Linked DNA regions of Mus musculus: region 2 is linked to region 1. Evidence: chromatin contacts called from public HiChIP or PLAC-seq data. All regions are on one chromosome and are shown on one strand. Each heading gives the region's core, a stretch centred on a gene start, on an enhancer-like site or on the middle of the called end of the contact. The rest is flanking DNA. Distances are from core to core; before and after follow the strand shown. Region 1 has its middle 30 kb from the start of Gm30354. Region 2 overlaps Gm15232 (predicted gene 15232).

What was found. HiChIP or PLAC-seq counts read pairs in DNA pulled down with a chosen protein or histone mark.
Region 2: a BATF HiChIP or PLAC-seq map of CD8 T cells shows a contact between it and region 1, with 10 read pairs. The contact joins two enhancer-like sites. A contact is called at or near these places in 1 of 15 datasets of contacts at CTCF or cohesin (pro-B cells), 2 of 484 Hi-C or Micro-C datasets (embryonic fibroblasts and nephron progenitors) and 2 of 115 datasets of contacts at active chromatin or transcription factors (CD8 T cells and large pre-B cells).

Annotation. Positions count from the first base shown.
Region 1 is chrX:166,913,225-166,916,310 of GRCm38.p6, reverse strand. No RefSeq gene overlaps it. Among named protein-coding and RNA genes, the nearest start is that of Gm30354, 30 kb to the right of the region's middle. Within about 2 kb of position 1,665, at least 9 of the 459 cell types and tissues checked have an H3K27ac peak or open chromatin away from gene starts, as enhancers often do. A contact at or near this core is called in CD8 T cells, where this site is marked.
Region 2 is chrX:167,090,480-167,093,565 of GRCm38.p6, reverse strand. Gm15232 (predicted gene 15232) reads left to right here. Exons shown (of 4, transcript NR_168066.1): 3 at 653-739. Among named protein-coding and RNA genes, the nearest start is that of Gm15232, 10 kb to the left of the region's middle. Within about 2 kb of position 1,500, at least 164 of the 459 cell types and tissues checked have an H3K27ac peak or open chromatin away from gene starts, as enhancers often do. A contact at or near this core is called in CD8 T cells, where this site is marked.

The DNA of each region.
Region 1 (3,086 bases), core at 416-2,915:
AGAGTGAGTTTGAGAGAGGAGAGCAACTGAAGCTCAAAGGATAAATGCAACACAGCTGTATAAGCCTGCTGTCAGAACAGAAAACAGAAACCCATCTTTTATTCCCAGGTCAGCCTTATTCCCACAAGGCAGTGGAGGCTAACTATACTCTTCTGCATTTTAAAGTGTGCAACATGGAAAGACAGGAGTGAAAAAGAATATTATACAAGTAACCTATTCAACACATTTTTGGGTTACTTTAAATGTATAGATGATGGTCTGGGTGGCTCTAAATGATAGTAAAGAGTAACTTATGAGTTTAACTACTTTTAGGAGTTCAGATACAATTTCTCTGCAAGTCTTCTAACACACCAAAATCCACAGCCTTACTGTATTCAACTTGAACTCTTTACAGGAAACAGAGTTATAACCAGAGCTCAATTTCTAAGAAAAAGAAAACACAGAACAAGGGAAAAAATAGTCTTGTCTAAACTATGATGGCTGGATTATTAGGTCTCCTGAGATTCAGTTTTTCTAAAAGAAATATTTTTGTTCTTCTCCTCATACCATACACTAAGCCTCACAAAAAGATAAACACAGTCTGAACTTTTGAGTTTAAAATTTTCCAGTAATAGGAATCTGGCAAATACAGTGTTGGATGAAAGAAGCCAGATCCAAATGTAATACTTTATGATTTTATTTCTATAAAGTATGAAAATCCAAACAAACTAATCTGTGCTGTTGGGAGGCAGACTTATGGCGACCCTTCATGGTGTAGAGTGGCAAAAGGATGTCAGGAAGAGGTCAAAGACAACTTCTACTATGTACATACAAAGGACGCCTCTAGAGTCTATATGCAAAGAGAGTCTCAGCATACATACAAAGAACACAGCTACAAAGGGAGCCAAACAGTAGGGTCAAAACACTTCAGTTCCTACAACCAATTTTTCCTTTACACAAATATGATCATTTCATAGAAATTTAAATAACTTCTAAGTACACATACAAAAGATCAGGGCTTCCTGACATGTTCATGTCTGATGGCTGTGCAGAACTGGCTCCACCCCTCACCTGGGCATCCTGGGACAGCTGGTCCTGGTGGTATGAAAGCATTAGAGCTGACCCTGCCCCTAGCCAGCTGGAGTATATGGGAACAGGAGAGTGAGCCCCTGCATGCTGCTGGAGCTGCGCATGAGTGACTCCCCAGACATGAGTCTGGGAGACCTGGCCATATCACTTGTCTCTTGTGAGGTGGCATGAACAAGGTAGAAATTTCCCCCCCCCCCTGTTGCCCTTCACCATCTGTGGCAGGAGGGAGACCTCAGTCTTGTGGCCATGAGATTGGAGAAGTGAACCTGACTATCACCAGCTGCAGCACTTGGGAAAATGGGCCCTACACCTCATCTGGGCAGCATAGTAGAGTTGAACCTGCTGGTGGGACACAGTTAATCTGGCCCCTGTAGACGTGAGCATGGGGGAGCTGGTCTCCCCTCTTGTCTGCCATGTGGTGACAAGGACAAGGGAGAGATGCCCTACTCATCTGTTGCCACCCACAGCAGTCAGGAAATGTGGCCCCAGGTCATGAAAGCAGGAAAGCTGGCCCTGCCTCTTACCTGCTACAGCACTTGGGAGAACAACCACTTCAGCTGACCTTGGCAGAAGCATCTCTGTCTCTTGTCTTCTGTGCAGTAGCATCAGTGAAGAAGAAAACTCCTCACTTCCTGTTGCCCTCAACATCATGAGCTGGTGGGAGAGCTGACCCAAATGGGGGTCAAGAGAGAAGGAGACCTGTCCCTGCCCATCACCTGTTGTAGCACAGGTGAGCCAGCCCCAAATATTAATGTAGGAGAGCTAACCCTGCCTCTTGTCTACTGTGTGGCAGTTTGGGAGAAGGAGGGATGCTCTCCTGACCCTTGCCCCTTGCTGCCATGACAGCAGGAGAAGATGACCCTGATCCTCACCTGCTGCAGTACTCAGGAGAGCAGGCCCTGCTACTTGGGTAGCACAGTAGAGCTGGCCCTAGATCTGTGGGTTGCAGGTGAGCTGTCCCAAGCACAAGAGAGCTAGCCCTGCCTCTTTTCTGCTGGGCTGTGGTGCTGAGAAGGGAGAAATGCCCTTCTCCCCGCCCTTGTTCCTCACCATCAATGGCAGGTGGGAGAGCTGGTTCCATGGTCATGAGAGTAAGAGAACTGGCCATGTGTCCCTCACCAGCTGCAAGACTCAGGAGAGTGGGCCCTGAATCTTGCCTGGGAAGCATAGTAGAGATGTCCCTGGTTGTGGGTTTGTTGGTGAGCCAGCCCTGAGGCCATGAAAGTGGGAAAGCCAGCAGGCTGATCTTTGAAACTTCTCAAGCCTAGAAACAAGGATTTTAATTGGCCTACCCCAACAGCTACCCCATCAATGAATTGCTGGGATACATGAAGGGTCTGGTCCTGCAGATCCAAAACTACAGGATCTTTTTGACACAGGCACCAACAGGGTATCTGCGAGGAGTCCCAGTGAAGTTCCTGTATTGATAGTGTAGCAGAAGCCAGATGCCTCATACCAAGATGAATCATTGCAATGAACATTGAAAGCAAAGAAAGGTGGACAAAAGGGTATACTGTGTGACATACTATGACACATTACAGTTTCCACAATGAGATTGTTCTCTGTTGTGGGGAGGTTGCAAGGGTGGAGGGAGGGTATGAGAGGAAGAGGTGATGAGTGGGGTTAGTTGAATAATGTGAAATTCACATCAATAAGAAGTTTAAAACGGAAATAAAGACATAAATGATTTTGGATAAATATGGTAAAAGCAGTGCTCATTGCTGCATGAAATATTTCTGAGGAGATAAAAACTAAACTCTATTCATACCTACATTAGACACCAACAGAGGACAAAAAACAGCAATTCCACTCAAGTTCACCTTGGTGGACCAATGAGGCCTACTTTAGGGACACACGTGAAGGTTTACTCACAAGCATGTGGGTAAAGATTGGCATCACCAAAACCTCACCACCGTACTAGTGGCAACCTCCCCAAACTGCAGAGATGGTGTTCTCCTTTAACTGACTCTTCCTCACGGAATATTTTTTGACACCCTGAAACTGTGAGTAGCTAAGGC
Region 2 (3,086 bases), core at 251-2,750, 180 kb before region 1:
GTTACCAAATATTCTAAATCTACTTAAGCACTTTGAGCTCTGGTAAATATAGGTGACCCAAAATACCTATATACTCTTGCTTGCCTGAGCTGAACTGTGACACCCTTAAGCTTACATGAAAATAGATACTGAAGGAAACAAATTTATAAGTAAAGTAAAACCAAAATGGTCAACTTCTATCTAAATATAGTTCGCCCCCAAGGCAGGGCAAGCAAATAAACAGTAGTCTGAACCATGTGTGCCTTCCATAAAGGGACCTGAAACCAGAAGCTATAGAATCCTATGAGACAAGCAGAAAATTATTTTCTTTACTCTAAAATATTTAAGTCATTCATAATTAACACAAAATATTAGATAAGAAGAGAAATGGACTATCAATAAATAAAATCTCTTAAAAGTATCTTCTAGAAACTACTAATAGCAATATAACCTATGTAGATGATCTACTTATGTTAAAAAAAATGGGAACAAAGCTGTGTGTGGTTTCTGGGGAAACTGAGGCAAGTGGATTGTCCATGAATTTGAGGTCAGCTTATGATTATGTGTTTCATACTGTCCTGGGCTACAGAGAGCTGGTCTCATTAACATAAAAGTAAAATAATTATATTATATGTGTTGTCCTGGAATACTGAAACTTGTTCTTTTAATTCAGTTTGGAGGTGTGTTGGAGGGTTCTTTTTGGCATCTGTCCATCTGTTGGAGACAAAGTTTCTCATTGGCCGGAAACCTCACCACAAAGGTTAGTCTGGCTGCCTCAAGAGACTCAGTGTTACTGCACTCAATTTTTAAAAATATTTTTATTAATTTATTTTTATTATTTTATTAATCACTGCACTCAATTTTAGCAATATTTTTATTAATTGAGAATTTCATATATGTATTTTGATCACATTCCCCTCCAATTCTTAGCCATTTTTCTAACATGGGTTCTAAGGACTGAACTCTTAGGACCTCGTGTTTGCAAGGAAAGTACTTTTTACTGTTAGCTCTCCTGCTCCCCCGGAGCCTAAGCTCATAACACTTGCAATATTGCTTTTCACCTCATCCCCTTTGGTTGCACAGCTAGGTTATTTGTAGTACTTCGTTGTTTTAGCAGAACAGGTTAATTTAAACTTCTATCGTATCAAAAGGGTGGGGATAGAAAGGAGAGGCAGAAGGGTCATTGAAGATGGTTGATCTTTCAGGAAGAGAATTATAGCCGGGCATAGCTGTTTATTCTTATGACAGAAGTTAGGGAAGTCCATACAATCCCTACAGAGAGGGACTTTTCAGATGTTTGCAGAAGGCATATTTGCAGTGCTATAGGAGGGAGGAGGAGATGCAATGACTGCATGAATTGTCATAGTAGATAAAAGCTCCATGGTAGAAAAGAGTAGCTTAGTAATATAAATGCTGAGTAAAATTTCTACAGTCTGAACTTTGATCTACTGTGGACAACAACTTGAAGTCAAGGAAGTGAGCAGTAACTCACCCAGGGGATTGGGTGTGGTGGGAAATAGAGCAAAGGATGACTCACAAGATCAGCAGACAGAACAGGGCCAGTGGCGAGGAGGGAGGAGCCCTCAAGCAGAGCAGAGCAAGGCAGTCAGTCAGTGGCTCTTTGCTCTAGAGCCTAGGCACCACACTGACTGTGAACACAGGATCTCCTTTCCTTATGTCTGTATACCATTGTTATTGTGTAAGACATTATCCAATTCCTATCCTTTCACTGTACAAAACATTTAAAGTTGATCAGCCATGGTAGCTAATGCATGTAGTTAGAGCTGACGTGGGAGGATTATTGGAAGTTTAATACCAGACTAAGCTGTATAGTGAGTTTAAGGCTAGCCTGTGCTACACAGTGAGACCCCCATCTCAAAACCAAAAGAAGAAAATGAAGGAAGAGGAGGTAAATGAAAATCATCCATTACCTCCAGCTCTCTTAGTATGAATTCGTTCAAGAGTTTGCTCTTTCTACATAATTTGATTGCTTTTATTCTAATCTGTATTTGCTTAATTTTGTGACCAGGGTCTCATGCAGCATGCACTGCCACGCCAGCTCTACTTAATGTTGAAACAATGTTGGGATGGCTTCATATGTGCTGTTTTGTTGTCTAACTGTCTCCACCCAGTGATATGAATTCTTATACTGACATTTCAATTATTGAAAATATAAAAATGGGCCTAGGCAATAGCTCAGTTGCTAGAGTGCTTGTGTTGCATACAGGAGACTCTGGACTCAACCCCCAGGATAGAATACATGAGAGTGATGGGACATATGTATAATCCCGGATCTTGATAGGTCAAGGAGGATCTGGAGTTTAAAATGTTGCATCAAGATGCTGTTGGTGATGGTCAATATCAATTGCCAAATTGACACCTGGGAGACAGGCCTCTGAGCACACCTGTGAGGGGCTGTGTAGATTACTATTAATATCACAGAATGCCTCTTAGAAATTCTCTTACACAAATTAACCAATGTAAGAAGACCTATTTTAACTGCTGAAAGGTCTGTTGCATGGACAGGGGCCCTGGACTGTATAAAATGGAGCCATTAAGTGGAACAGCATGTGTTCGTGACTCTCTCCTTTCCAGTTATGAACGTGATGGGGCCAGCTGATTTAAGCTCCTACCACTTTGGCTTCTCAATCATGATGTACGATAACCTGGAATTGTGAACCTAATAATCCCTTTCTCCTTTACGTTGGTCTGATAAGGTATTTTATCATAGCAACAGAAAGGAAACAAAGCTATTCTCCTAGTAGAGGGGATGGGCCACATCTTATATCCTATTTAGTATCTTCCTTAAAGTGCTATGATCCTAGCCTGAAGCAACCCTGAGGTAAGGAATTGCTAGTAAGGCCAGATTCCTAAGTTATGACCTCATATCTTACTTTTATGAAAGTGCTAAACGCAGAGACTCGTGAGCTTTAATCTCAGAGACCTCTCACCTGTAACTTATTTAAAAGTAAAGAATTAGTATTGTTGATTGATCTCCTAACCCAACTTCAAATGGTGGGCTGCAAGAGTCATGAATATTTCACCTAAAATCTGTCTCAGTACATCTCTAGCTATCAAACCTTGAAGGAATCTTTGCCATTGGAACA